7 separate regions of the Mus musculus genome follow, and regions 1, 2, 3, 4, 5 and 7 are each linked to region 6. The links are chromatin contacts, called in public ChIA-PET and HiChIP or PLAC-seq maps. All regions are on one chromosome and are shown on one strand. The core of a region is the stretch at or near the end of the contact, and the rest is flanking DNA. Distances in the headings are between cores, read along the strand shown.

What was found. ChIA-PET counts read pairs in DNA pulled down with a chosen protein or histone mark. HiChIP or PLAC-seq counts read pairs in DNA pulled down with a chosen protein or histone mark.
Region 1: a contact with region 6 is called in an RNA polymerase II ChIA-PET map of memory CD8 T cells, with 221 read pairs. The contact joins two enhancer-like sites. A contact is called at or near these places in 11 of 484 Hi-C or Micro-C datasets (CD4 T cells, the HPC-7 cell line, Th2 cells and 7 more) and 8 of 115 datasets of contacts at active chromatin or transcription factors (T-cell acute lymphoblastic leukemia, bone marrow-derived dendritic cells, bone marrow-derived macrophages and 5 more).
Region 2: a FOXA1 HiChIP or PLAC-seq map of pancreatic cancer cells shows a contact between it and region 6. The contact joins two enhancer-like sites. A contact is called at or near these places in 2 of 115 datasets of contacts at active chromatin or transcription factors (embryonic stem cells and pancreatic cancer cells).
Region 3: an RNA polymerase II ChIA-PET map of effector CD8 T cells shows a contact between it and region 6, with 21 read pairs. The contact joins the promoter of Perp here to the enhancer-like site in region 6. A contact is called at or near these places in 7 of 39 promoter capture datasets (the 3T3-L1 cell line, 3T3-L1-derived adipocytes, embryonic stem cells and 3 more), 1 of 15 datasets of contacts at CTCF or cohesin (pro-B cells), 44 of 484 Hi-C or Micro-C datasets (the AML12 cell line, B cells, the G1E-ER4 cell line and 30 more), 8 of 115 datasets of contacts at active chromatin or transcription factors (CD8 T cells, effector CD8 T cells, embryonic stem cells and 5 more) and 2 of 9 other capture datasets (embryonic stem cells and liver).
Region 4: a contact with region 6 is called in an RNA polymerase II ChIA-PET map of effector CD8 T cells, with 64 read pairs. The contact joins two enhancer-like sites. A contact is called at or near these places in 1 of 39 promoter capture datasets (hippocampal neurons), 3 of 115 datasets of contacts at active chromatin or transcription factors (double positive thymocytes, effector CD8 T cells and regulatory T cell precursor) and 1 of 9 other capture datasets (liver).
Region 5: a contact with region 6 is called in an H3K27ac HiChIP or PLAC-seq map of regulatory T cells, with 3 times the contacts expected there. The contact joins two enhancer-like sites. A contact is called at or near these places in 16 of 484 Hi-C or Micro-C datasets (CD4 T cells, CD8 T cells, the HPC-7 cell line and 9 more) and 15 of 115 datasets of contacts at active chromatin or transcription factors (CD8 T cells, T-cell acute lymphoblastic leukemia, Th17 cells and 11 more).
Region 7: an H3K27ac HiChIP or PLAC-seq map of thymic regulatory T cells shows a contact between it and region 6, with 4 times the contacts expected there. The contact joins two enhancer-like sites. A contact is called at or near these places in 6 of 484 Hi-C or Micro-C datasets (CD4 T cells, CD8 T cells, centrocytes and 2 more), 7 of 115 datasets of contacts at active chromatin or transcription factors (CD8 T cells, double positive thymocytes, memory CD8 T cells and 3 more) and 1 of 9 other capture datasets (pancreatic islet).

What each region holds. Positions count from the first base shown.
Region 1 is chr10:19,520,840-19,524,286 of GRCm38.p6, forward strand. No RefSeq gene overlaps it. Among named protein-coding and RNA genes, the nearest start is that of Gm33104, 36 kb to the left of the region's middle. Within about 2 kb of position 1,567, at least 79 of the 459 cell types and tissues checked have an H3K27ac peak or open chromatin away from gene starts, as enhancers often do. A contact at or near this core is called in the HPC-7 cell line, T-cell acute lymphoblastic leukemia, Th2 cells and 4 more, where this site is marked.
Region 2 is chr10:18,874,933-18,878,458 of GRCm38.p6, forward strand. No RefSeq gene overlaps it. Among named protein-coding and RNA genes, the nearest start is that of Perp, 32 kb to the left of the region's middle. Within about 2 kb of position 1,534, at least 70 of the 459 cell types and tissues checked have an H3K27ac peak or open chromatin away from gene starts, as enhancers often do. A contact at or near this core is called in pancreatic cancer cells, where this site is marked.
Region 3 is chr10:18,842,497-18,846,364 of GRCm38.p6, forward strand. Perp (PERP, TP53 apoptosis effector) reads left to right here and starts at 2,575. Exons shown (of 3, transcript NM_022032.4): 1 at 2,575-2,910. The coding sequence starts at 2,697.
Region 4 is chr10:19,611,861-19,615,522 of GRCm38.p6, forward strand. No RefSeq gene overlaps it. Among named protein-coding and RNA genes, the nearest start is that of Il22ra2, 8.3 kb to the right of the region's middle. Within about 2 kb of position 1,496, at least 127 of the 459 cell types and tissues checked have an H3K27ac peak or open chromatin away from gene starts, as enhancers often do. A contact at or near this core is called in double positive thymocytes and effector CD8 T cells, where this site is marked.
Region 5 is chr10:19,504,798-19,508,717 of GRCm38.p6, forward strand. Gm33104 (predicted gene, 33104) reads left to right here. Exons shown (of 4, transcript NR_152784.1): 3 at 1,243-1,459; 4 at 1,994-2,521. Among named protein-coding and RNA genes, the nearest start is that of Gm33104, 20 kb to the left of the region's middle. Within about 2 kb of position 1,419, at least 81 of the 459 cell types and tissues checked have an H3K27ac peak or open chromatin away from gene starts, as enhancers often do. A contact at or near this core is called in CD8 T cells, the HPC-7 cell line, Th1 cells and 9 more, where this site is marked.
Region 6 is chr10:19,183,995-19,187,928 of GRCm38.p6, forward strand. The region is part of intron 2 of Gm20139 (predicted gene, 20139); the gene reads left to right. Among named protein-coding and RNA genes, the nearest start is that of Gm20139, 44 kb to the left of the region's middle. Within about 2 kb of position 2,162, at least 168 of the 459 cell types and tissues checked have an H3K27ac peak or open chromatin away from gene starts, as enhancers often do. A contact at or near this core is called in the AML12 cell line, B cells, CD8 T cells and 29 more, where this site is marked.
Region 7 is chr10:19,576,411-19,580,242 of GRCm38.p6, forward strand. No RefSeq gene overlaps it. Among named protein-coding and RNA genes, the nearest start is that of Ifngr1, 14 kb to the right of the region's middle. Within about 2 kb of position 2,256, at least 47 of the 459 cell types and tissues checked have an H3K27ac peak or open chromatin away from gene starts, as enhancers often do. A contact at or near this core is called in CD8 T cells, double positive thymocytes, memory CD8 T cells and 3 more, where this site is marked.

The sequences.
Region 1 (3,447 bases), core at 317-2,816, 340 kb after region 6:
TAATACATATGGGGTGCATTCCCAGAAATGCACACATATACATAACTAAAAATAAATACATAGCGTCACCTCTATGCTCATAGACCTACTTTGTAAAGTGGAGAAAGAAAACTATTTTATTCTTCACCATTAGAGGAAGCGAGAGTCACAGCTCCTTGTACTGACTGGTATGAAAATGTTCGGTATTAAACCTGTTTTTCTTGAATAGAACCAAGTAGCCCTGCTTGATAAAGGAACGGTCATTCCAAATTATTAGTTATTCTGCAAAGCCAGTTTCCAAGCCTAAGGAATGACAGAGTCAGAAAACAGCCATGCGATAGAAAAGCCAACATTTTTCTCAGTTAGGTAAACAGCCAGACAACAATCAACACCACTGACATCATCAGCTGGAAGTGTGAGAGAGCCGGGATATTAAAAGAAAAGCTTCCATGAATCCAAGAACTGCTATTTTCCACGAATGATTCAGGATGCTACCAGGACCAGCCACCAATTCAAGAACTGGAACAAACAGAACATAAAATCTTTCCAACTTATGTTCAGGGCAGAAGTAGGTGGCTGTTAAACAGTGCTGACACCATGAAGCAGCAATCAAATCCAGGATTTGTTTTTAATCAACTGGAAGGAAAAATAGCAAGAGAGCATGTGGCTGTTGTATGGACATCTGAATTGGAGAAAACCCACCTTTAAGAAGGACATTTATTAAACATTCCAGAAACTTCAAATATGAGCTAGGTACTAAAGGATAGGGGTGAACTGTTGCCACTTATGTGTGATAACAGTAAATGGTTAGAATCCCTTCTCAGAGATGCACTAAACACAAAGTGTGGAAGAGCAGTGTGCATGGAATTTGCTTTTAAATATGCAGGAGAAAAAATAGAAAGAGGAGGAAGGAGGAAGAAGAGGAGGAGGAGGAAGAAGAGGAGGAGGAGGAGGAAATGTAGAGAGTAGGCACCATGCCAATCATCAACACCAGAGTGAAGGCACCAGGTTTATTACACTGAATCTCCGTCTGTGTGTGTCTAAACTAAAAGCATTTTACAAGAACTATAAACTTTTGCGTGAATTTTAAAGGAAACCACAGGACAGCTAACATGGCTCAGTGTGTAGAGGCGCTTGCTGTGAAGTCTGACGATTTAAGTTCAGTCTCTGGAACACATATGGTGGAAGGAGAGAATCAATCAACTCTTGTAGATTTTACACACACACACACACACACACACAGAGACAGAGACAGAGAGACAGAGACCAAGACAGAGTGACACAGACAGAGACAGAGACAGACACAGAAAGAAGAGAGACAGACACAGACACAGAGAAAGACAGAGAGAAGAGAGAGACATGAGCACAGAGAGAGAGAGAGAAAGAGGTAAATGTAGTTAGAAACCAAAACCAAACCAGAAACACTGTCCCAAAGGAAAGTGCCGAGTTAAGAGGACAAAAAAGAAAAAGTCAAAGCCGAGGGCTCCCTGCTTGTTGCCTGTGCCCAGCTTCCTCTGAGTGAGACTTCTAAAGGAGGAAATTATGCCAAGTCAAAGGCATTTAATGCTTAGCCTGGGAAGCCAGTTCTTCCTCAAAGAAACAAAACCACAGTGTGACAGACAGAACACATTGCTCTTGTGTGGTTTGCCAGACATATCTGTAATTTGTGTCTTTTTCTCTCTCAGGATCTCCCAAGACAGCTGAGCCCTGATACAGTACTTCTCTCCTCCTTGCTTCCCTCCAAACTCTCTACACAGCACTTGATATAAAATCTTAAATGTGCCTCTCTCCAGAGGACCTCAGCTCTCCCAGCGCTGACTGACTTTCAACACTCTGTCGGCTCCTAACATTTGCCATTGAGACCTGACTGTGGTGGCTAATCGTCATTGTGGATGTGACTGGATTTGGAATCGCCAGGTGACACATCTGTTAACCAGGCCTGGGAGGATGTCCAACCTGAAGAAAGTGCATGCAACTGCGGGCAACACCATCCTGTGAGCTAGGATGTAAAGATGGCACCAACATTCTTCTCTACTTGCTGACCACAGACACAAGTGGCATGGGAAGATCCTGTTAGTGACTCTCCACACTGATGGACTGTGTTCCCAATAAAGGCTTCCTTCTCTCCACACTGATGGACTGTGTTCCCAATAAAGCCTTCCTTCTCTAAGTGGCTTTTGGGAGCCACTTTGTTACATCTATGAGAAGAGAAACTAACACACGATCATATTCACACACTGTACTACTGCATCCCGCAGACTTGCTGGTTCCCCACAAGGCTTTCAATACCCCAAATCCCCACACTTAACATCTTTATTAAGATTGGGAAGATTTTCTGAAATAATACATTCATTTGCTGGTTTTATGGAGCAGATGATATTATGGTGTGGTGGTTTGAACAGGAATGGCCCCCACAGGCTCATATACTTGAATGCTTAATCATTAGGGTGTGGATTCCAATGGATTAGGAGATGAGGCTTTGTTGGAGCAGATGAGGCCTCCTTGGAGGAACTGTGTCACTGGTGTGGGCTTTGGGATTTCAAACGCTCAAGCCAAGCCCAGTGTCTTTCTCCTGCCTGCTGCCTGCTGATCTGGTTGTAGAACTCTCAGCTCCTCCAGGACCATGTCTACCAATGTGTCACCATGCTTCCTGCAATGCTGATAATATACCAGACTTCTGAAACTGTAAGCAAGTCCCCAGTTAAATGCTTTCTTTCCTTTATAAGAGTTGCCATGGTCACGGCGTCTCTACACAGCAATAGAATACTTGCTAAGACATATGGCAACCCTATCTATCCAGACCTGACTTTCTGTAGTCTCATCCTACCTGTGGTCCAAAAAGAAAATATTAAACAGGAAAATCCAGAGATAATTCATGTCTTAAAGCACATACTATTAAAATTAGGCATGATGAGGGTTCACTCCATCTTGTTCTTGCCAACCCATGTGCCTATGTGTATTGTGTACGTATGGGGGATGAAAGAATGGATGGAATTTTAGACATTCATGGTGGGGAGCATTGGGATTTATTTTTTGTGGATAAAGGTAGACAACTGTTCTTGTCAGTAAGATTTCCAAGCCTCTTTCTTATGTATTATGGAGTGCCATCCAGAGAGGAGCATTCAGATTCAGATTTAAGTCAATAGAAAGCCCCCCCCCTTTTTTTTCCTGCCTGTGACTACACTGGGTGTTTGGGATCCCAGTGTAGCCCAGAGCCTTTCTCAGGGTGAGTTTTGAAGAATTAAAAACTGTATCCTGTGTGGACATACCTCAGTTAACAAGAACAGGTATCCATATGCACAAGCACGAAGGCCCAAAAATATAGAGTTTATGAGCATTTACGGTTTCAGAGGGACAATGGCATCATCATTGTAGACAGCATGGTACGATAGGAACATCAACTTGAGAACTCAAGATTGTAAAGCACAAAGCAGAGATGGGAGGTGGGGGGAGAGGGGGAGGAGGATA
Region 2 (3,526 bases), core at 284-2,783, 310 kb before region 6:
GCTTGCACCACAAGGGAAGGCTTGTGGGTGGAGGGTAAGAAATGAGAAGGTCTGTTGTTCACTCAGTTGTCTTGACTCATCTTAAGCCATACTTGTAGCAGAAGGCCTATAGCAAACAGAGTTTTCCCAGACAGATACTGGTTACTACAATTAGGCAGAGTCAGATATGAACAGTAGGACCTCTTTTTATTTGTTTTCCCCTGTCCCCCATCATCTAACACTGCCTAGGGTGTGCCCTGGGTTGTTTGATGTTCCTTAAAAGCCCTAACAGCCCATTCTGATGCTCCTAAAAACCAACTGTACATTGGGAGCTAAGTCTGTAGACAGGGCTTATCAGTGGGAGCTGCTGGCTCTGTGATAATTGGAGGGTGTGAAGTGCTGGCGTCTACTCATTCTCCCAGGGTCTTGTTCACTTACCCTTACATAAGTGACTGCTTTGGTGTGTATTTTAGGAATGGTCGGTGCTCTTCTAAGGTAAATATCAATTGACTGAATTATTTTAGAGTCAGAACCAACACTAGTTTATGATGGACATCTATCTCAAGAGTTCAAATATACTAGAGCTTTGACCTCCTGACTTTACAATTTTCCCCTTGAGAGACGCAGCATGCCAAGTTTGAGAGTCACAGTCCATTTATTTAAAAACACCATAGCTTCAACTTCACGGGCAAAATAAATAAATAAATAAATAAATAAATAAAATTAGTAAGTTACCCAGAAAAGACAAGAATGAAAAGACAAGGAGACAAGACAAGAGAGTTTAACTCTCTCTCTCTCTCTCTCTCTCTCTCTCTCTCTCTCTCTCTCTCTCTCTCTGTGTGTGTGTGTGTGTGTGTGTGTGTATGTGTGTGCGCCAATGCTTTCAAAAAAAGGCAGCCTAGTGCACAGCTCATACAGATCGCGTGATGTGGCTGTACTTGTCTATGCCCTGGAAGGGCAGTTTCGTGTGAAACATGTTTTCTCTTGCACATTGCTCTGAGCTGCCTCTGAAAACACACAGATGGAATAGGAGCCACCCTACTGCTATGGTTTGCTGAAGATCTCTCGGCCCAGTCTAGAGTAAATGGAAAGATCTCTATACTGTGAATGGCTGCTGTTCTTCACTTAGCTGGGTATGACGGGAAGTCCCGTGATTCCTTTGTTTACCAAGTTCTGCTTATAACTGTTCTCTGCAAATTGTTCAGCTTCTACTTTGTATTCACAAACTTTGATAAACTGCACAGAGAATCAAGAGAACTCTCTTACCCTCTATTTCTTCTCAAATCTGTGTTCTCTGGTTCTCCAGCCCAGAAGGCTCAGGACTGGGGTTGGGTGCAGTTGTTTGGATATTTCCCTTTTGCTCTGTTTCTCTTGGCTTTGCTTTCTCAAGAGAGTATTCCTTCTCCTGGGAACTTACTGTTCTCACAGAGAACAGCAGTGTTCCTGTGTGAACCTGCCTAATCTTGTTTCACAGTATCTGTTTGCCTCAGTCTGGAGTGTAAACCTAGTGTTCCCTAAGCAAGACTAACATTCGAAAGCCTCACATGGTGGCTCCCACCTATTAGTCAGTGTTTACTCAGGAGGCTGAGTGCCATGAATTCCAGGCCATCTTGAGCTATATAGAGTGACACACTGTCTCCACACAAATGAGAGAAAGAACACAAAAGTACTGGAGCTTCCAATGGTATCAGACAAAGAAAAGGGAGCCACTAACTTCAGAGTGGAGTGAGCTGTGGAGCTAAGAAAGTGCTCCTGTGCTGTGTGGTGGGAGGGGGAGGAGGCCTTAGAAGACAGAGCTACTGCCTAAGTATGACAAAGAGATCACAGCAGCAATGCTTCTGGGGACCTTCTCCCTGAAGCCAGATCAGCTGTGCTCAGCTGGCAAATGGCACATGGTCATTGCCTATACCTTTTTGCAGCTTAGCTCCGCTGCCTCCGCTGCCCCCGCTCCGCTCCACCCCTCCCCCCCCCCCCCCCCCCCAGATTTCCTCCGCAAGCCTCATTACCTAATTACCCCACCTGGCCTGAGCCTTGTTAGTCAAACTTCTCATTTTGCACTTTACTGTTTTTTTTTTTTCTCTTGTGTTTTTATTTCTGAATTAGTTTCCTACAGAGAGAGCCTTCATTTAAAGGTAATATGTGGGCAATGAAGAGTTGGCTTAGTAATTAAAAGCATACACTGTTCTTACAGAAGACCTGAGTTCAACTCCCAATACTTATACTGGGCAGCTTATGACTGCCTAACTTCAGCTCCCATGGGATCTGAAGCTTCAGGTACCTGTACTTACACACACACACACACACACACACACACACACACACACACGTAACTTTTATATAAAAGAAAAGTAATATGTAGAATCTGACATGTGACATATAATTTGAGTGAGTGAACTATTCAGTGAGAACATTTGTCTAAAAATTAATGACTGACACCAATCTCTGGCCTCCACACACAAAATCACTCATGTTAGCACACACATGCACACATACATTCACTTACACATGCCCACATACACATGCATGTACCACACACACACACTTTCTACACTTCTATTTCTTCTTTCAGCCTGATATGCATTAAGACTCCATCCTGAAACTCAAGAAGGAGTGTGACAGGCTTCGATCAGAGTGGGCTTTAAGTTGAAAGAAAAAGGGGGTACAATTATTTCTTTTTGAGATTAAAGAGTTTAGCAAAGAGCAATGGAAAACATCTAAGAACATTTCAAGAACCAGGATCGAGCACCTTTGTGTCTGGCTGACCAAGTGGCACAGAGTGATGAACTCACTCACTCTCCACCTTATTTTTTTTTGAAACAGGTTTTGTCCCTGTACCAGGCGCTCATTGATTTGCCTAGACTGGCTGGCCAGTGAGATACAGGGAGAGAGCTACCTGTCTGCCTTCCCTAGAGCCAGGTTTATGGACAGCTGCCATCATGCCTAGCATTTTACATAGGTGCTTGGAATCTGACACCGGGTCCTCATGTCTGTGTGGCAGTACCTTAACTGACTGAGACTTTCCCCGGATCCTTTGGTCTGTTTTGAAAATCTCATCTGTTTGAAAACCAATGATGCCAAGGCAACGGCCAAGCAGCCTTTGCAAAGCAAACGGGCCTCCTCCTTTGCCAAATCTTCAGAACCCATTAGTGATTTGTTAAGAAAGAGAGAAATAAAACAGTATTGACAGTGACAACTATGATGATAACAAAACTATGGTCACAGGAGCAGTGTGGAGATCAAGTAGCAGTTGAGACCATGTGGTCCATGAGAAATAAACTACAAAGAGCAGAAGTGTCTGTCGCTCGTTTCAGATGAAACAAGGAGTGGCCTCTTAGGAGTGGGACCTGAGGTGTCAAGCTTCAGGTGTGGCCTGATGAATAGGATTGGCTCACGCACCACAGTGCTGGGAAGAACACACTACACATTACAGGCTTTACCTGTCAGACCATTCAGGGAACCTTGGGCAACAACCGAGAACCCAGGCGTAACCATCAGCACCAAGCATACCGTGAGAAAGTCTGCAATGGAGTCCAGCAGATCCAGCAGG
Region 3 (3,868 bases), core at 1,325-3,824, 340 kb before region 6:
CCATTGCATTATTGAGTAGGAAGAGTCTGAAGTAGAAAGGAGCAGGATGCGAGTGAGGGGTATGATGGGAAGTTGTGTGAACGGGGAGAGACTGAGAGGGGAGGCCAGTGCTGTTACCCCCGCACTTGGAAGACTGACGCAGGAGGACCAAGATTTTGAGGTCAGCTTGGACTGTACAATGACAACTTGTCTCAAACACACACACACACAATCAGAAGGCCTTGGAGGGAAAGCACACAACCTGTAAGAAATAAAACTTGGGTTACTTGATATTTTGCTTAGTGGTTGGCCTGCAGACTCTGTGCATCAAAGGGCAGAAACTTCTCAGTGACAGATGACAAGGTCTCTCTGTGTGTGTGTGTACACATTCATGTTCACCTATATAAGGCTATGTGTAGAGGAGGCTGTGGAGTGTCCTTAAGAGGCGCTAGTCCACACAGACTAGATTCCTCCATATGATATTGTATCTATGGGGATAATATTTTGACCAGTTACTTTCAATTTGAGTAAATTGTTTATTTATTTGCTTGGTCTCACATTCTAGCCCAGGCTTGCCCAGAATTAACTATGAAGCCTATGTTATTGGACTTGAACTGATGACAATCTTCCTGCCTCAACCTCGGAGTATTAGGATTATAGCCATGAGCTGCCATTCCCTGCTGATATTGGCTGAGCAATTGAAACTTTAAGTTAGAGATTCATAAACTAACCTCTTCATCAAAGGGTGGGATTAACTGTTTTAGGAACTAAATTAAACAATCCCTGAAGTTATATTTTGGAGACATCTTGTTATACAGAAAACTTTTTACATCTTATTTTGGATAGCACGTGCGTCAGGTTGTAGGATCAGGAGTGATTTCAAACAAGAAACAAGATCTAAACTATTGAAAAAGATCTTACCAGGAAGTGGTCTCATTCTCTCACGGACCAAGGAATTTTGTGAAGTTCACCTCCAATTGCCTTTTGCGCTTATAAATCAGTTTATGGAGTCTGATAAACAAGGATCAGGCCCAGCTCTAGGTATGTGCCGTTTGATTGTAAGAAATTATCTAGTAATAATTGCCTGGTGTTATGGTTTATGCCGGTCACGTGGTGTCTTGGCTTTAGGCATCAATTAGTTTAGCTTTTGTTATTTTTACCTTGAGAAATAAACTATATCTTATTCCCCTTTGAGCCGACAGAACCAATTAATTACTATAGTCTCTTTCAGAGATTCTGAACAGTCAAAATTACCTTTGACCAGATTGATATTAAGGAGTCCCTCTCCACAAAACTGTGGAAATTGTATCACAAGAATGAGGACATAATATAAACATATATATATATGCGTGTGTGTGTGTGTATTCCAAAATTATTCATTAAGACACCAGTGGAAACTCATTTGATTGGTAAAAATACGACTTTTCCACACAGGACATAGCTAGCTAAAATATTTTCATTACGTTTGAAAGCCTTTAGGTCCTAACGTTTAGGGCATACGCACCGCACTTGTCCTGTGGGCAATGAACCTTGCTCAACGTGTATGTGCCTCTGCGGTTTTCAGGACTGAAATGCTTACTGGTTTCTGCTAAGTGAAGGCTGGGTAGTGATATTCTTTGGACTCTGAGACAGATCTTCTCAGTGTTCTTAGTCTATGCGTCCTAGTAACTACTTCTGTTGCGAGCGTCTTGTGTAAGAAGGAAATACCACTGAGTGCTTTCCATATCTTTAAACTGACATGAGGTGTCAGAAGATTTCGGGGCACGGGGTAAAAAGTGAATGCTCTGGTTGATCTCTCCCTGGCCACCATTGACCTGGCACTGGGAATTTGTTTCTCTCAGCGCCACTCCTGGCTGATGCCCCACCCTCCCTGCTACAAGTGAAGATTCTTAGGGACAGAAGCTAGCTCAGGATTTGGGGAGGATTTCAGTTGCTTGTGCATGCTGACACGTGCTTATATTTGAAAAAACAAAAACTGTGTAAAGTAGATAGAAAGGGTAGATGTGTGGGGAACACACTAACTGGGGCAAAGGGAACTGAAGTTATCAACACCAAAGCTACCCGGATTAAGAGACAGCCTCCGCAACCTAGAGTGAGCCACTGGGACCTGCTGGTCACCCAGCCTGAACCACCAGAGCACAGAACATTTGCGTGTCTATGGCAGCAAGAGCCAAGGTCCAAAGGTAGATCCGGGCAGGAAGTGTAGGATCTGCCTGTGGAAGCCAGGGACAGACGCTCCCAGGTTTGAACCCACAAGTCCTTACATTTTAGGGCCCATCATTTATTTCACAGGCTATTGGGATGTCCTGGGCACGGTGCTTGGAGCTCAAGTGTAGCCTTAGCCATGCTCCTTACACTGTGTTAATTTAGGGCAGAGCACAGGCTGGCGCTGGAGTGTCCACAGGTGTGTGCGCTGGGCTGGCGGCAATCTGGTGGGACTGCAGGCGGCTGGAGGCACAGGCACGCCCACCCTGGCGACGAGCCCGGGGCGAGCCTGAGCTCTGCCGCCCGGGTGACCCAGCAGGTCGGGGCGGTGCGCTCTGAGTCACCGGAATCAAGGTGTGGCTGGAGCGCCGCTCCCCCGCCGCCAGCCCGGGGGCCGCGTCTTCGGGGGAGCCGCCTCTTCCTTTAGTCGCGGTGTCAGCGCTCGCAGGACCACTCTTGGCCGCTGCTCCTGCCCGGCGTTCCTCCGCTCCGCGCCCGCCGCCACCGACGACATGCTGCGCTGCGGCCTGGCCTGCGAGCGCTGCAGGTGGATCCTGCCCCTGCTGCTGCTCAGCGCCATCGCCTTCGACATCATCGCGCTGGCCGGCCGCGGCTGGCTGCAGTCTAGCAACCACATCCAGACATCGTCGCTTTGGTGGAGGTGTTTCGACGAGGGCGGCGGCAGCGGCTCCTACGACGATGGCTGCCAGAGCCTCATGGAGTACGGTGAGTGGCCGCCGCCTCCGGGAAGCCCTTGGGGGCCTGAGCTGTGGTAGCAGCTGGAGCTGATCTTTAAAAGGTCAGGGGTAGTGGGTGTTTCAAAGTCCGCTTAGAGTTCAAACTTCAGAAGCAGCAGTTTTGGGTGACCCGAATCAGGCTCAACCCTGAAAGACTCCAACTCATTTAAAAGTAAAGTTTCTCAGTTACCAGTGCAAACTGATGCCAGTCATTGCAAAGTACGTATAAAAATAAATAATATGCCAGGGTGAATTCATTTCATTTCATCTAACTTAAACTTTTTTTTTTTAATCTTATGAGAAAGTCCTTTCAGGCCAAGTAGGAGCAGTTATGATTTAGATAGATATTTCAGTATCTTAGCTGTGGAGCTGTTTCATGTTCATTCTTGTTCTGGGGAGTGGCCTTCGTTGAAAAGTGAATGTTAAGGAAGTTTATCTGAGTCTGATTTAAAATCGGAGAAGTAAACACTTCACTGAAGTTGAGTTGCCACTTTTAACACATCGCAGGGAAACTCTGTACACATCGCAGGGGAACTCTGTTTGCCTCTGCCAGGGAAAGGCCCCAAGTACTTGATTTACAAGTTAGTAGTAGTCTTTGAAAAAACAAAACCAAGAAAAGCCTTTTCTCCCTCAAGCAAGTGTCCCTCCTGTTTAGGATGGAGACAGTAGTGACCAGCAGTGTGTAGGGAGCAGTGTGCAGGCTTTACGGGTCAGTTTGCCCCCTTTAAAGGAAGCAAGTTACTTTTTTTGTTTTCATTCATTTTCTAGATTAACCATAACTTGATTCTTTTCCTAAAGCACCCAGGACTTCTGCCAGACGCTGTTTGGTTTGGGTTCTGGCCCTTATCAGCTTTTTCTCCCTGGAAGAACTTCCTCAGACAGGGAGGCAGGCAATAAAAGGAGAAGACTACAGATATTCCTGCTTGTTTTAAAAGGCCTTTGCTCTA
Region 4 (3,662 bases), core at 246-2,745, 430 kb after region 6:
TTCAGAACATGTCCTTTTGCAATCACAACTGAGTGCATTTTACTCCTGACTAACTACTCTGATACTGTTTACTAAGGCATGAACATTTATCATGTTGGATTGCCATCCCTCTGAACAATGGCTGTTCATTCATTAGTCAGTTCTGTGTGTGTATCACAGTTTTAATCTTTAAAGCTTTCTTCTAGTGTATATTAGAGCTCTCAGCATTGTGACAGACGCCTGAGAGAAACAACTGATGGGAGAAGAGATGTATTTGGGCTCACGGCTTTGGAAGTTTCACACCATGGTCAGCAGTCACCGTTGCTTTTAGGTGTGTGGTAAAACAGAAACATCAGGACCAATGGACATGCCAAAATCACGTCATGACATCCAGGAAACAGAAAAATAGCAGGATGGGCCAGAGTAAAAATAGACTGTTCACACCCATGCCGTCCAATGTCGCCCCTACGCTCCAGTTCCAGTGTTGTTTACTCAATAGACTAACTCATCAGTGGCTTAAGACGTTAGATCTGAGCCCCAGGCTCTGTTCATCTGTGGGAAAGCCCTCAGCTACTGAGGAGTGCGCTTCACTAGTCTAGGCATCTTTCTACTGATTTTTTGTAATAATTGTTTTTTGTTTTGTTGTGTTTTGTTTTTTTTTTTAATTATCTATGTATACAAGTACATTGTGGCTATCTTTCAGACATACCAGAAAAGGGCATCAGATCCCATTACAGATGATTGTGAGCCACCATGCGGCTGCTGGGAATTGAACTTAGGACCTCTGAAGAGCAGTCAATGCTCTTAACCACTGAACCATCTCTCTAGCCCCTAGCTGTTTTGGGGGGCTTTGTTTGTTTGTTTGTTTGTTTGTTTTCTAAGGTCAACTATAGACTTACAGACTTTTTTTTCTTTGCCAGATTCCACCCCTTCCCCCATTTGAAGTTCTTTGGGGATTTGAATCAGCATTCTATCACTATAATGCTTACTAATAATGACTAATTTTCCATAGTTAAATGCTCTTCAATACAAGTCTTTTATGTCCCTTATTCGCTTTAGACATCCTAAGCACAGGGTATTTCTTACTACGTTTATTTTTAGCATGCTGTTCTATGTTTTGTGTTGACAAATGGAATATTCTCTCATATTGAGGTTTATGAATGGCTTCATGTTTAAACAGAAATACTATCACATCAAGTCATCTAAGCCTTTTCATGGTTTCTGACTGGCTTCCCCAGTGAGTATTTGCGCTTTCACAGGTTAGAGCCTTTGCTGGGTGCTGTCCTCTTACCTCAGGGCAGCTCCCCTGGGGTTCCAGTACAGAGCACAGCCAAGCCATTGCTTCACCCAGCCTTGCCTTGTAACCATACGCCTGTCTACTCAGTCTGCACTTCATCTCTCTCCCTCCTTGCTCCTTTTCACGGTAACTCAGCATAAAAGTGGCAAAACAGCGGCTGCTATCTTGCCTTGAAATTTCCTTCACTGAGCAGAGTCTGTTACTTTAAAACAGCCTGTCTCAAGGTCTCAGGAAACGGGCAAGAGGAAGCCAGATTCTATGCCACATTGTAACCTCATGAGCCAGCCCCCAACAGCCTCCAGTCTCTCCTCCTAGTCTTCCAAACTCCCACCACAGCTGTTGAGCTGTTTACAAGTTTCTAAGGGAGTTTTCAGCCTGGATTCTCAAACTCTTCCATAATCCTCTCACAGACGCTCTAAAGACCATAACAGTCATACCAACACCCTCATAACAACACCACTCTCAGTACCGACTTAGTGACAAGCATGAATTACTTGTGTTGTAGATTAGGCGCTCTGCCAGCCTGACTTTGGGCAACTCAGCCACAGCCACTTAAGTAACTCACCACTGTCAGGGGCTGTGCCTTTCCACCATGCAATAGGAGAACCTTTTAAAGTGTGCTGGCCACCCCAGATCTCTGTGGGCATCTTGCTTATTCATTCTGTCTGTATCTGTTTCTGTCTCCATCTCCCTGTCTGTTTTCTATCTGTCTGTCTGCCTATTTGTCTGTCTGTCTGTCTGTCTGTCTGTCTGTCTCCCTGTCTGTCTCCCTGTCTACCTGTCTGTCTCCCTGTCTGTCTGCCTGTCTGTCTGTCTGCCTGCCTATCTTCCTGTCTGTCTGTCTGCCTATCTTCCTGTCTGTCTGTCTCCCTGTCTGTCTGTCTGTCTGTCTGTCTGTCTGTCTGCCTGTCTGACTGACTGTCTGACTTTCTGTCTGTCTGCCTGTCTCCCTGCCTGTCTCCCTGTCTGTCTGTCTGCCTATCTTCCTGTCTGTCTGTCTGCCTGTCTCCCTGCCTGTCTCCCTGTCTGTCTGTCTGCCTATCTGACTGACTGTCTGACTGTCTGTCTGTCTGTCTGTCTGTCTGTCTGTCTGTCTGACTAGCTGGTTCATGCCCCCACTCTGAGACACCCTTTCAATCTCCTCTGTCTCCCAGCAGATGTCTTGCCTTCAGCCTATTCTGTGGCATGATCTCTGAGTATCACACCTTGGCCCCAAACCACCAGGGTACCTGGACAGAAGCGGATTTGGGAGAGAGTGTTTGCTTGGCCTACAGGTTGAGAGGTTACATCCCCGTCACGGAAAGCTTAGTGGGAAGAGCTGCAAACACTGAGTGATAGTTGGGAAGCAGGAAGGTTAATAGAAGGGTCAGGGGCAATTTAAAACCTCAAGTTCCACCTCCAGTGACCCACTTCCTCCAGCAACCCCCACCTTCCTACATTATACAACTTCCCAAACAAAGTGACACCATCAGGAACTGCAGGGACTTTCAGTATGATGGAGCCAAGGTATGGTTAAGGGGCAGGCTTTTATTGTAGACATGAGGGAGAACACAGCCAGAGGTGTCTCCACAGCAGGGAGGGAGGGAGGGAGGGAGGGACGGAGGGAGGGAGGGAGGGAGGGAGGGAGAGAGAGAGAGAGAGAGAGAGAGAGAGAGAGAGAGAGAGAGAGAGAGAGAGAAAGAGAAAGAGAAAGAGAGAGAAGAGGATTGAACAGCATTATAAGGAGAGATTGGCAGTGTGCAGGGCTGGGAGAAGGTTGGGATTCAGGGTAAACCAGAAGAACTGAGAAGAGCCAGAATGCCAGCATAGACTCTACAACAGGTACTTGTGACAGTGGGAGAGCGTGGAGGCCACCATGTGCCTCCATATGCTAATAGGCAGCACAGTTTGCCTTTTGCCCCTTCTGCCAGAGATAAATGGCCCCTTTGATGGAGGGGAACCAGCTTCAGGAGTTGCTGAGGAAAGCTGACTTTTTCTCTACCTGACAGAACTTGGGGGAGTTTTCTTTAGACCTGACAGGGACCAAATAGTCAAACGCGTGAACCAACAGGGAAGAGTTCACATAGTTGGACTAAAGTAGAGCATTCCCTATCCAATGAAGGTAAGTGACTCGGATAACAAAGGCAGCTGCTAGGGAGGACTGGTGTTTGGGGTGAGCAGACAGGAAGCCACTGTTAAGACAATTTAAAGCAAACATGACAGAGGTGAGGCAGTGAGTGGCTATGTCTCAGGAACAGCATTCAAGACAGTGGAGAGACTGTGCCTGGCATGGTTTTTTTAAAATGTCAAAAAGGCCATGAAGGTGGTGAGCTGTAGATAAAGAAGAGGATATGCCGGAGATTAATTTAGAAGTAATGAAGTCAGCGTATATAAAGTCCAATAAGCC
Region 5 (3,920 bases), core at 169-2,668, 320 kb after region 6:
ACCTCAGAGAGGCAAGGCAGAGTCAGACACAAAGTGGAACTCGGTCACTGTCTGGGCTTGCCTTCAATCGTAATTGTTTTTAAAAGTCCTCCAGAGGAGGAAAAGTAAATTTCAAAGATTCACAAGGAAAGAAACCACAGGGGTCACCATGATGGAGCAAAACTGAAACAGTCCTCTGAGTTTTTTTAATTCACTTAGAACTTTTACAGAGTGTCTGCTGAACACCAGTTCAAGTGCTGGTCTAGCTCAGATAGAATCCAGATACTCTATTTTACATTCATTCTCTCTCTCTCTCTCTCTCTCTCTCTCTCTCTCTCTCTCTCGGTGTGTGTGTGTGTGTGTGTGTGTGTGTGTGTGTGTGTGTGTGTAGATCACAGCTACCCAAAGATTTGAAGAATGAGAAGATTTTTTAACACCAGAAACACTTTTAATAAGAATCCCCCGTACTTCCAAAAAGTAGTTCTTTGGATATTCATGGTGCTTTCTATCTCATTCCTTGTCCCTCTCCTCTCTCTTTTAAAGTATGCAATTTATTGGTTTTAAGCAAGGACACTCAGACAGATGACACCCTAAAATATGTTTTTGACTTCAACCTACTAAGTGTTAGAGGAGCTACAAATGCAAGGATCACCTTCCCCAGGAGTTCTCTCTTCTACCCAAATAGCAGATCTGTCAAGGAAGAAGCTATCTTTGGTCCTCTTATTGAAGCCTTATTAACCAAGCAAGATGAAATCTAAACCATATGAGAGAATGAAAATTAAACAGCATCTCCAGGGCCCAGAGACGGGAGCAAACTCTCCCTTCTGTAACTTGCTTTTTGGTCATGGTATTTCATCATGGCAACAACAACAAAAATTATCTAATATAAATCAATGAACTGATCAGATGATAAACAGATGATTGATAGATAGATAGATAGATAGATAGATAGATAGATAGATAGATGATAGATAGATAGATGATAGATAGATATATAGATAGATAGATGATAGATAGATGATAGATAGATAGATAGATAGATAGATAGATAGATAGATAGATAGATAGATAGATAGATCGACAGATAGATAGATAGATAGGAAAGATACCCACAGTCTGGGCCCTGTAGAGAGGCTCATATATTTCTTACTTAAGTACATGACAGAACATCAGTGAAGTTGGAAAGTATCTTATAATGAATTGAAACCTCCGGCAAACTTCAAAAGTTAAAATGAAACCTGTTTTTCTCTTTCCAACTCCCAGGCAACTTGCTCCCTAATGTGGGACTATCTGCTCCTCGCCGGCCTGCTATTGTGTGTCACTTAACAAGCGTCCAGGCTTGTCACCATGCCTCACATTGACATCTGTCAGCACCCTCAGTCCCTTACATCATTCATAACCAACAGACGTCCTTGTGGTTTCACACTGACCCAGCCCAATTCTTAGTAAAACCGCTTCCAGTTGACACTGGTGCTGAATGGTAAGAAGTCAGAACAGAACACAAACAAACCAACATCAAGGTGTAATTGATGCTCTCACTAGCTGATGAGGAGAAAAATCTTGATATAGCATTCTCATTGTAGGATTTCCAAAACTCTGTTGAAAATAGTCATGATTTCTTCCTGGAAAGGAATAGAAAGGCTCTAGATGTCTTGTGGAGTCAGCATGATGTGACACTTACAGGTTCTACTTATTTGGAGACAGTAGAAATCAGAGAGAAGGAGAAAGGGAAAGAGGGAGAGAGGGAGGGAGGGAGAGAGGAGGAAGGAGGGAAGAGGAAGAGGAACAGAGAGAGGAGAGCCCATAAGCTTGCCAAATCTCAGCTTTCCTTCCCCTTTCCTCTGTGCCTGCCCAAACCAGCTTTAGCCTGAATAACATTTGAGACCTGGCTTCTGGGAGCCCTGCCCTAAGCTGTTATGTAATTGCAGGGTGTCCTGGCTGGGAAGCAAGGGTGCTTCAGGCTTTCTGCTAACTCCAAAGTCCCATTTATTTCTGGTCCTGTTCTCCTCTCCAGGAAGAAACACACCAGGTCCTTTAGCTGTTAGAAACTCTGGAATCTCTCTGTGGATCTCTTCTCCCTTTGATGCTGAGCAGTTTGATCCTTCTCCTGACCTCTGAACTCCAACCCTTGGAAGAACTTGTCCCCCTTTCTAATCACCTTCTTCTGTACATCTTCAACATTTTCCTTCCAAACCATACATCCCTGTGAGGAGTGGGTGTGGCAGCAGTCTCAAGATGGCACCCGGGACTGCAGCCAAGTCTTATGACTTGCACCTGACTTCCTCATACACCTGAAAATAAGCCACGACCATCGCGAGAACTGCGCAGGTGCACCATGATGCAAGATCGGACCATATGACGAGTGATGATTCTGGTCAATGAACTGTTGTTACGTGGACTGGGCTGATGGGGTGTGGTTGAGAGGATATATAAGGGATTGCGATTGGGGGTGGGTTGTTGTTTTTTCCTGGAGAGATTGATTTCTGGAGAGAGATTCATGCATGATGTTGAAAGGTTCCTGAATAAACTGCTTTGAGAAGTACGTAGTGTCGCTCTTTTCTGCTGGTTGGAATAGGAGGCGACACATCCCATATAATTAAAGGCCTTAGAGTGTGGGAGTCTCTTTTCACATTTAAAGAAACACTGTTTATTTGAGACAGGGTCTGCTGTAGCTATGGCTGGCCACAAACGTACTACAGGGACAAAGACGACCTTGGACTTCTGATCCCCCTGCCCTCACCTCCTAGATTCTGAAGGTAAATCCAGGATTGCAGGCACGCATGCTCTGTCGAGCCCGTTTTATATACTGCTGAGGATCAACCCAAGGCTTTGTGGGTGCCCCATGCCAAGAACCCCCTTCTAGTGATCCAACTGTGGCAAATAGTGCTTAGCAAAGTGTGCTTATCCTTTCTTGTTACCAGTTCTGCTTCAAAGCATCACAAACTCTTATTTGTCCACCAGTGTAGCAACAGAAGAGCCGATGCTGAGAACAGGAGGCACTGAGGGGCAGCGAGGGGGCAGGGTCTCCTTGGGGAGCTTGTAGAAGGCCATGCATGCTATCAGGAAAGCATTGCTTTGCTTCCAGTGAGATGTAAAAGCACTGAGTGCTTTGTAGCAGATACATGACCAATCTGTTCTAGGTTTACCAGCGGCTGAGCTCTGATTTGCAGTTGACTCAGGCCAGGACAACAGCACAGCTCAAAGGAGATGCCAATAGACAGGGCAAATTGGCTAAATGGGATGGTGGGAGCCACCACACCTTAGAAACGGTGCAGTTCCTGGGTGGCTTCTAAGTCACCCTCTGGCCCTCCTGTTAACTCCTGACCTTTGTCCACTTTATCACATGATCATCCTGACTTCCATATTTGTAACAGCACACACCTCTCCTCTCAACTCCTGACCTGAACAAATCTCAGACCAGCAATGGCACTCTCTAAGTTCCTTGTCCAATGGCCAAACTTCCTACTTGGCCCAGAAGTTTCCACTGAGGAAGTCCTCACTCTTCTCTTCATTTGGTTCACTTCCTCCCCCACCTCATCCCCATCCAGCAGCCATGTCTCACATCAATCAATGGACCAAGCATCCCTAACTGCCTCCCTGTCTCACCCTCTTTCCCCTTTGACCTCAGCATTCCTCAATGTGGCCAAGTCAACCAGTCTTCCTCTCGCTCCTTCCCTGCCAAGTGCTTCAAGCCCTTTGGGACCAGTTTGAAGCTGTTGCATGGTAACAGTGCAGCCTCTGGCCTCACTCGCCTGTGCCTTCTCTGGCTATTTCTGTCGCTCACATCCTCTTCCTGGGATGCATGGCTGCTCACTGTGACTCTAGTCTTGTTCTTTCTATATTCCTCATTGTGCTTCCTCTTGGTAAGGGGCACTGCCCCAACAATAATAAGACCCCGTTCATTGGACGGGTGTGATAGGACATGCCTGTAATCCCCACAC
Region 6 (3,934 bases), core at 912-3,411:
AGTGGGGGGCCTCAAGGGATGGGTCTAGGGGGGTGTGAGGGTAGGGAGGGGAGCTCTAGGAGTGCAGAGAGAGAGGCCTTCTATGAGAGATTAGGCAGTGGCTCTGTAGGTGAAGGCCTTCTCCATGGCTCCCTCCGGCAGATCTTGATGAAAAGAGTCAGTCCATAGTTCTGAATTGTTTATAGCCGTTGTGGAAAGTGAATGCATAAAACCATGCCCCACTTCTCAGGGTGGGCCTGAGATTAAATACCTTTTTTGGGGGAGGCTTGTCTGGGAAGGGAATCTTATTGGCAACGCCCACCCCCCGGCCTCTAGGTACCACATTGGCATGGAGATCTCTTTTCCTCTTGTGTTGGTCTGAAATGTTGTGGATGTCTCATCAAAATCTGGAAGGGCTTGGGGCTTTGCCCTCATGTGACTGATGGCCACAGATCTATGGGAGAGGGCTGTGTCTATGTGACAGGGGCCTGGTGCCCCAAGCAGGCAAAGCTCCTACCATCCCTTCAGGTCTCTGGGGCTTCCAATCCTTTAGCTCAAGGGAGGACCAGGCTACCTCTCACAGTCCACTGCTTATAAAATCACAGTATATTCCTTATAAAATCTTCATGGTAACCTGAGGCTGTTCCTGGACAGCTGTTCTCTCTATTTTATCTTCCTGGGTCCCTTAAGACATTTACATTTTAACCCTAGATCTATTTGTTTAACCAGATAGTAGATTCTTCTAAGCTAAAATTTAAGACATAGGACACCATAAACATGCTTTAGCCCTTGGGGGCTGAGGATTGTGGGTATTGTTGGGTATGTGAGAGTTACTATAAAGATGAGTAAGTCTGGTTCCCCTCCCCGCATTGTTCTCCAGTCTTTGATGGGACCCTTTACTCAGTTTCTGCTTCATGCCATTCAGATCTTTTACACAGTCTACTCATTAAATGACACTTTTAGGTGGTTATGGTCTTGTTGATGTTGAACTACAGATAACGTAGAAGCAAAAAGCAGACAGGCCGTCCACGGCAGAGCTAAGCAAGTTGTTTTGACCGTAACCCACAGCAGATGTTACCGTCAGGACTCTGTGTACTGTGATGTACTCTGATCTAGTCCCTCCCCATCCCATGATGCTTGCTACGGCCTACAGAGTTGAGTTCTCAAGCAAAACTGTGCTCCGTTTCATGTGCTCTGTGGTTTATGAAGCTCAAATAGCCAGGTTTAAGAAGTTTTGGTTTCTCTTAAGAAATATCTGGTGTCACTCATGGAGGCTCACACCTCCTGTAATTCTACCACTTGGGAGACTAAGACGGAAATAGTGCTGAGATTTCAAGGCCAGCCTGGATCTTAAAACACCAAAGCAGTTGTTTTTATTTGTTTTGTTTTGCTTGTTTGTTTGTTTCATTGGTTGGGTTTTTTTTTTTTTCTCCTTATTATGAAGACTCCTTATCTATTCATCAGTTGGGATCTCTTGTCATATTCTCTCTCTCTCTCTCTCTCTCTCTCTCTCTCGGTTTAGTATCTTGAGTTAGGGCCTTACTGAGTATTCACGATCCTCCTGCCTCAGTCTCCTGAGTGCCAGGATTTCAAGTGTATGATACCATGTCTAGCTTGGCCAGAGCTTTTTGTTTTAAAATACAGTGTCGTGGATAGAGGAGACAGTTTTGCTCTATTGGAGTCTTATCTACTGAAACTTTTCTACTCGCAGTGGAGTCCTGGAACTGGAGAGAAATTCCGAGGGCAGGTCAGAAGCCTCCACTCCAGGGTGTCCCAGTTAAACCTTTCCAGGTTTAGACTGGGAATCCTGATAAAGTAAGTCACAAAAACGTTAGCTCTTTTCTCTTTTCAACATGCCCCTCTGCACAGCACTGGCCTCCAGCGTGGTTTACCAGCGATCAGCTTGCTGAAGTTTTGATGTCCCTGCAAAGTGCCCAGGTGGCTTGTTTTACTTTGTTTTGAGTTCCCCTGGCGTTCCTTCCAGGTCGCAGTTGCACGGTTGATTTGTTGACTGTGGTTTGAGGTCAATAAGAAGCTTATTCTAGAGAAAGGTGGAGAGAAAACAAAACAAAACAACCACCCAAGATTCAATTGCCCGCGTCAAACAGCTGAGGAAGCTGAGTGTTGTCAGTGGTCGTGAAAAGGAAGAGTGACGTCACTCATTGGTGAAGCAGAGTCGTGTGCTGCCATCTATTGGTAATTCTGTAAAACTGCAGGGTTTAAGCTTTTAATGCCACTTGTTTTAAAACTATCTTGGGAGTGGGGGAGAACTAAGATTCATTTCACCTGCTCTCTAAAGTTCTCCTTCCCAAGCAGCCTAGATCTAGTTAAAGACACTGTGGCTGGCAATGACCTATCTTTAACCCGGAAGAAGCTCCTCAATACGGGAGACCAAAGGGACGGGGGGAATTCCCACACCGGCTCCTGACTGTCCAAGCCGACACACTTCCCCTTCAGGATGGTTTGAGGGAAGAAGAGCCTGTCTGCACGTCTGAGAGATTTCAAAGAACACTCTGTTCTTATCCTTCAGATCTCTGATTGCTTCATGGGCTTTCTGAGAGCGTGTGCAGAGGGGAGCTTTTACACCAAACAAAACAGCTCCTGGGTGTTTGATGCCTGATGCTTCTACGTTCTCCAGTGTCTGGATGGTTTGTCTTTGAGTGAAAAAGGACATTGCATTCCCACCACTTCCATTATCAAAGAGGCTCAGTTCATTCACAAAAGGAAATTGATGCCTAAATAAAGTTAACAGAATTCTATGTTTAAAGGGTTTACACTGGAAAAAATAATCACTTAGTGGCAAATACAATTTAACTAATTAGGCAACTATGTATACTTGTGAGATTTATTTCAAGGGAAATGAATGGCCATGGTTCTGTGGTTCTGTGTGTTTGTGTGTGTGTGTGTGTGTGTGTGTGTGTGTGTGTGTGTGTTTGTGTGTGTATAGATAGATAGATAGACAGACTCTTCTTGTTGGATGCTCAGATACATAAATGAGCAATGAAATTAAAATCTTTAGCCCTAAAGCCACAACAGTAGGAACTGGTAATAAGTAGTTAGGTGGAAGCATGCAGGGAAGGAAGGTGTGTGGAGGGGCAGGTCACCATTTTTTTGGGGGGGGGGGGTGATCAAGGTGTGCCTTAGGAAAACTGCATCTGAACAGAGACTCCAAGTGTGTGGAAGAGTTAATCTTGTAGGCATGAATAGGAATATACTAGATGTGGGGGTCAGAGGGAGTTTGTGCAAAGGACCCAGGCTGTGTCTGGAATGGTAGTCTGAGACAGTGTTCATGGTAGTACAGAGGGACAGGTTGGGCAACTCCTCTTGAGGAAGCTGTCTTGCCCTTCCTCCTCCAGCAGTAAGACTTACACCCAGGGCTTCATGCACGCACGCTGGGCAAGCAAATCTACTAAGCTATACTATAACTTTGGGTTTTAGTCTTAAGTGCAAGGAGTCACTACTGTCTTAAACCAAGGAACCCTGTAATTTTGCACAGCTCTTACAAGAGTTACTCCAGCTGGCCCTTTTAGATAGAAAATAGGCAAATAGGCAAGGTAGGAGATCCATAGGAGACCTAAATTCAGTCAAGCTAGGGACACTGTTGGCTTGCACTGCATTTATAATGGGGTAGGGGGTTGAGAAATGATGAGATTCTGTACGTCAAAATTTAATGACAGATTCATGAGAGCTATGCAAAAGAGTGGTCCAGGACACAAAAACCCCAGGATTTTTTGTCCTGAGCACTGGCAGAAAACTGGCACCATATGGATCTGGGAGATGGCTAGGCAACCCTTACATGCTAGACACAGAACACAGTGAGTTCTCTTAGTTTTCCTGGAGGATACCTGGTCTGGCTGTCTGATCTCATTTGCATATGCAGCCAGAAGCGACCATTTTCAACCTTTCTGACCATAATTCTCCTCAGCTAACGTTTCTAGAGGAGTGCGGTGGGACA
Region 7 (3,832 bases), core at 1,006-3,505, 390 kb after region 6:
CCTCAGGCAAGCCCATGCTTTGCACCCATACCTATCTCTCTGGAACCTGACGGATCCACCATTGAAACCGGGAGACACTAGTAGCTACATCTTGTCCTCACACTATCCTCATCCAAAAAGGGCCTCCCTCCCTCCTGTTTCCTCTCTTTCCCTATCCAACCCAGAAGTCCCCGCCTACTCGCCCAGTGATTAGCTCCTTTATTCATTAGAGGACTGTTCACAAGAAGTCACGTGAGTATGTGACTTATTCCTGGTTTGCAGCCCCTCCCAGGAGATCAGAATTAGCAACAATGGACTCCACAGTTTTGTGTGTGTGCTTTTATTTGGTTACAATTCAGTGGTAGTTTTAGTTATTGTTTTGTTTCCTTTTTTGTTTTGTTTTGTTTTGTTTTGAGGAAGAGTATAAAGTTGATTGGGTGAGGGGAAGGAGTGTATCTGGAACACTTGGGGGAGAGGATAAATATGATCAATATATTTAAATTTAAATTTTGTTTTAAATAATGAATATATAAGGCCAGGCATGGTGATGCACGCCTTTAATCCCAGCACTCGGAAGGCAGAGGCAGGCAGATTTCTGAGTTCGAGGCCAGCCTGGTCTACAGAGTGAGTTCCGGGACAGCCAGGGCTATACAGAGAAACCTTGTCTCGAATAAAAAAATAAATGAAGATATAATAAAATAAATATAATTATATAATAAAATTTAAAAATAAATAGATAAATATGTTAGCCCTAGTGAAAAGAAAAATGCCACCTCAATAAAAGCAACTTAAGAAGAAAGGGTTTATTTTAGCTCTTAATTACAGGTTATAGTCCATCATAGCAGGGAAACCATAGTAGCAGGAGCTTGAAAGAATTAGCCACATTAAATCCACAGTCAAGAGCAGAAGGCAACAAAGTAATGAAGAAGCTCACCTGCTCAGTCCATTCTTTCTCACTCTCACACAGTTCAGGAACACCTAAGGAGGAACTGACACCACCCACTCTGAGTGGATTTTTTCCCATGTCAATTAATGCAATCAGTATAACTCACAGTGAACTATGGTGATACAATATTATGAAAATATTTCTTATGTTCTAAGAGTCTGTAACTTTTGCTGGACCTCTAGCTCGAGTTAATAACACACCTTGAGGTCACTGACGATTTAAGACTACTACCCTACTGCATAGTCAGCCTGTTTATTTAACCTTCTTTTAAGACAGCAGTTTGCAACCCTTTGGGGGATGGCTGATTCTTTCACAGTGGTCACATATCAGATATCCTGCATAGCATATACTTACATATGACTCATAACTAGCAACATTATAACTAGCAACATTACAGCTACGAAGTAGCAACGGAATACTTGTATGGTTTGGGGTCACCACAACATGATGAACTGTGATAAAGGGTCACAGCACCAGGAAGGTGAGAACCACTGTTTTAAGAGGACAACATAGTCATTAACTGTACTTGACTTGGATTTCCCATTTAATCAACTTTTAGAACCTAAGCTAACGCACAGCTGTGATATTCAGTTGAGCTTAACTCAGAGCTCATGACTGATTCATTTAATCCTTGCATGTACAAACACAGCCACTGTCAAACCTGATCTAGATGACCCTTCAGGGAGACTTTCCTCCCAAGTAGTTCTAGAAGGTGTCAGGCAGACATTAAAACTAACAGTCACTACGTCCAATCTACTTTTTGTTGTAAAATATTGCACTGAGAGAAGAGTCTGTTCCTGTAAATTTGATCTAAGGCAATATTTACAGTGTGTGTTTGTGCCAAGGAAACCACAATTTTAGCTCACTAACCCCCTCCCGACAAATTGACGCACACATTTCAAACCACAGAGACGAAAAACATATCCTTTTAAGTAATAAAGAGTAATGATTAGAACTTAACACCTTCTAAGAAGGAAACTCTTTGATGTTGGTATTTAAACTTCTAGACTTGCATTCAAACCCTCCGTAAAGTTTGACAGGGAGAAAACATTAAAATAAAACGTTATTTTCATAACTCAAATTTGATGTAGCCATCGTCACCACCACAATCATTTCGTAAACAGACAACACTGGCTGCAGAGCTCAGATTTACATTTTTCCTTGCAGTCGGACATGGTGCCCATGTCCTACGACACACTTTCTTTCCTTTTCTCAGCTTCAACAATCCACGGCTTGCCTCTTAGACTGCCCATCTTTGTGCAGCAATATGCCTAGAACATATGTCAAAGCCACACACTACACATAGATTTCCTGCCAATTTACCCTTTTCATGATATTTTACCTCCCAAAGATCATCAACAGGAGCCATGTAACTGGATTGTATGACACGTGCTACCAAGCCTGCTCTGGAAACCTGGCTGGGTGCCAGTGCCTTCCTTAGCTCACTCAGACACGATCCTTCAGAACTGCAACAGGATGCTGCAGCAGGAGGATTTTGGAGCAGGCAGCTTCTAGGCTGAATCTATATCCTCAGCTCACCTACAGTCTCTAGCCTACACACTTTTAGTTTTGAACTGAAGTGCCGTTCTTCTCCAGGTTCTCCAGTCTGCTGTTAATTCCTGCAGAGTTCGGCATTGCTAGAGACTATGGTCATGTCAGCTAATTACATAAAGTCTCCTCTCCTCTCCTCTCCTCTCCTCTCCTCTCCTCTCCTCTCCTCCCCTCCCCTCCCCTCCCTTTCTCTGTTCTCCTTTCTGCTCCCCTTCCCCTTTCTCCCGTTCCCCGCTCCCCACACACTGAGCAAGTGCTATAACCTTGAGCTGCACCCCCCACTCTTCTCTCCACATATATTTATACATATATCCCACTGGTTCTGCTTCTCTGGAGGCCCCTGATTTATATAACTATGCTTAATATATGACAAATTTATTTGGCAATTTAATGGACTTAGCTACTATTTATATTTCGCTAAGCCTCAAAAATCCATTCTGAGCAGGTTGGTTAGCCTCCCTTACTGTGTTGTGCACATGAGGTTACAACTTTCATAATTACAGAACAATGATGATAGTTCACTTTTAAGTTGCTACTCTTCCTCAGTTTGTATCTCCAGTAAAATAGTGTTTGAACTGTGGATATAGGGGTATCTATTCCGATGTCAGCAGGTTGGAGGAATCTCATGAGTCATCTACAATTCTGCAATCTACCTTGTGACCATGGGGAAAGTGTGCCTTAAGACAAGGAAAGAGAGACATGGAAAAAGGACATCTATTTCTGTGAACCAGGAAGTCCTTAGTCCTTATATCAAATCCCTGGACCAGAGCTCATCTGATGTCATAAGCTCATGCCAAGGAGTTAGGTGTCTGAACACAGGCTCTCCTCAGTGTGGCTTCTGCCTGGCACTTCAGCACTGCTGTTTTACAGAATTCTTTCTCTGCAGCAAATGTTCCTGATCCCGCAACCTTAGTCTGCCCAAGCTCATTCACCATCTCCTTTCTCTCCAGAAATACAGCACTGCCTGATACAATGGCACTTAGCAGGGTGGCCAGCCCTGTCAAAACAAACAAACAAACAAACAAACGAATGAACAAACAAACAAAAGACAGCAGACTCCCTCCACTTATACCCTTCAACCCCTACCTAACCTTGTACTGACATCTAACAGATAACATGGAAGGTGCATACTAGAATGGAGATAGCACTGGCTTGGACAATGGTAATTTTCCCACCACCTGTAGTTTTCTTACCTGCATCTAAAGCCAGCTTTGTTAGTTCAATATTTTGGGTGCTAAGATACAGGGCTGTGAGGGATTAAAGCTAAAAGGACATTTGGGGAAAGAGTGATGGTAACCTACTGAAGAAAGAAGAAATGATGGAGATTTCCTCATCTGAACCACTAACTGCAACAGC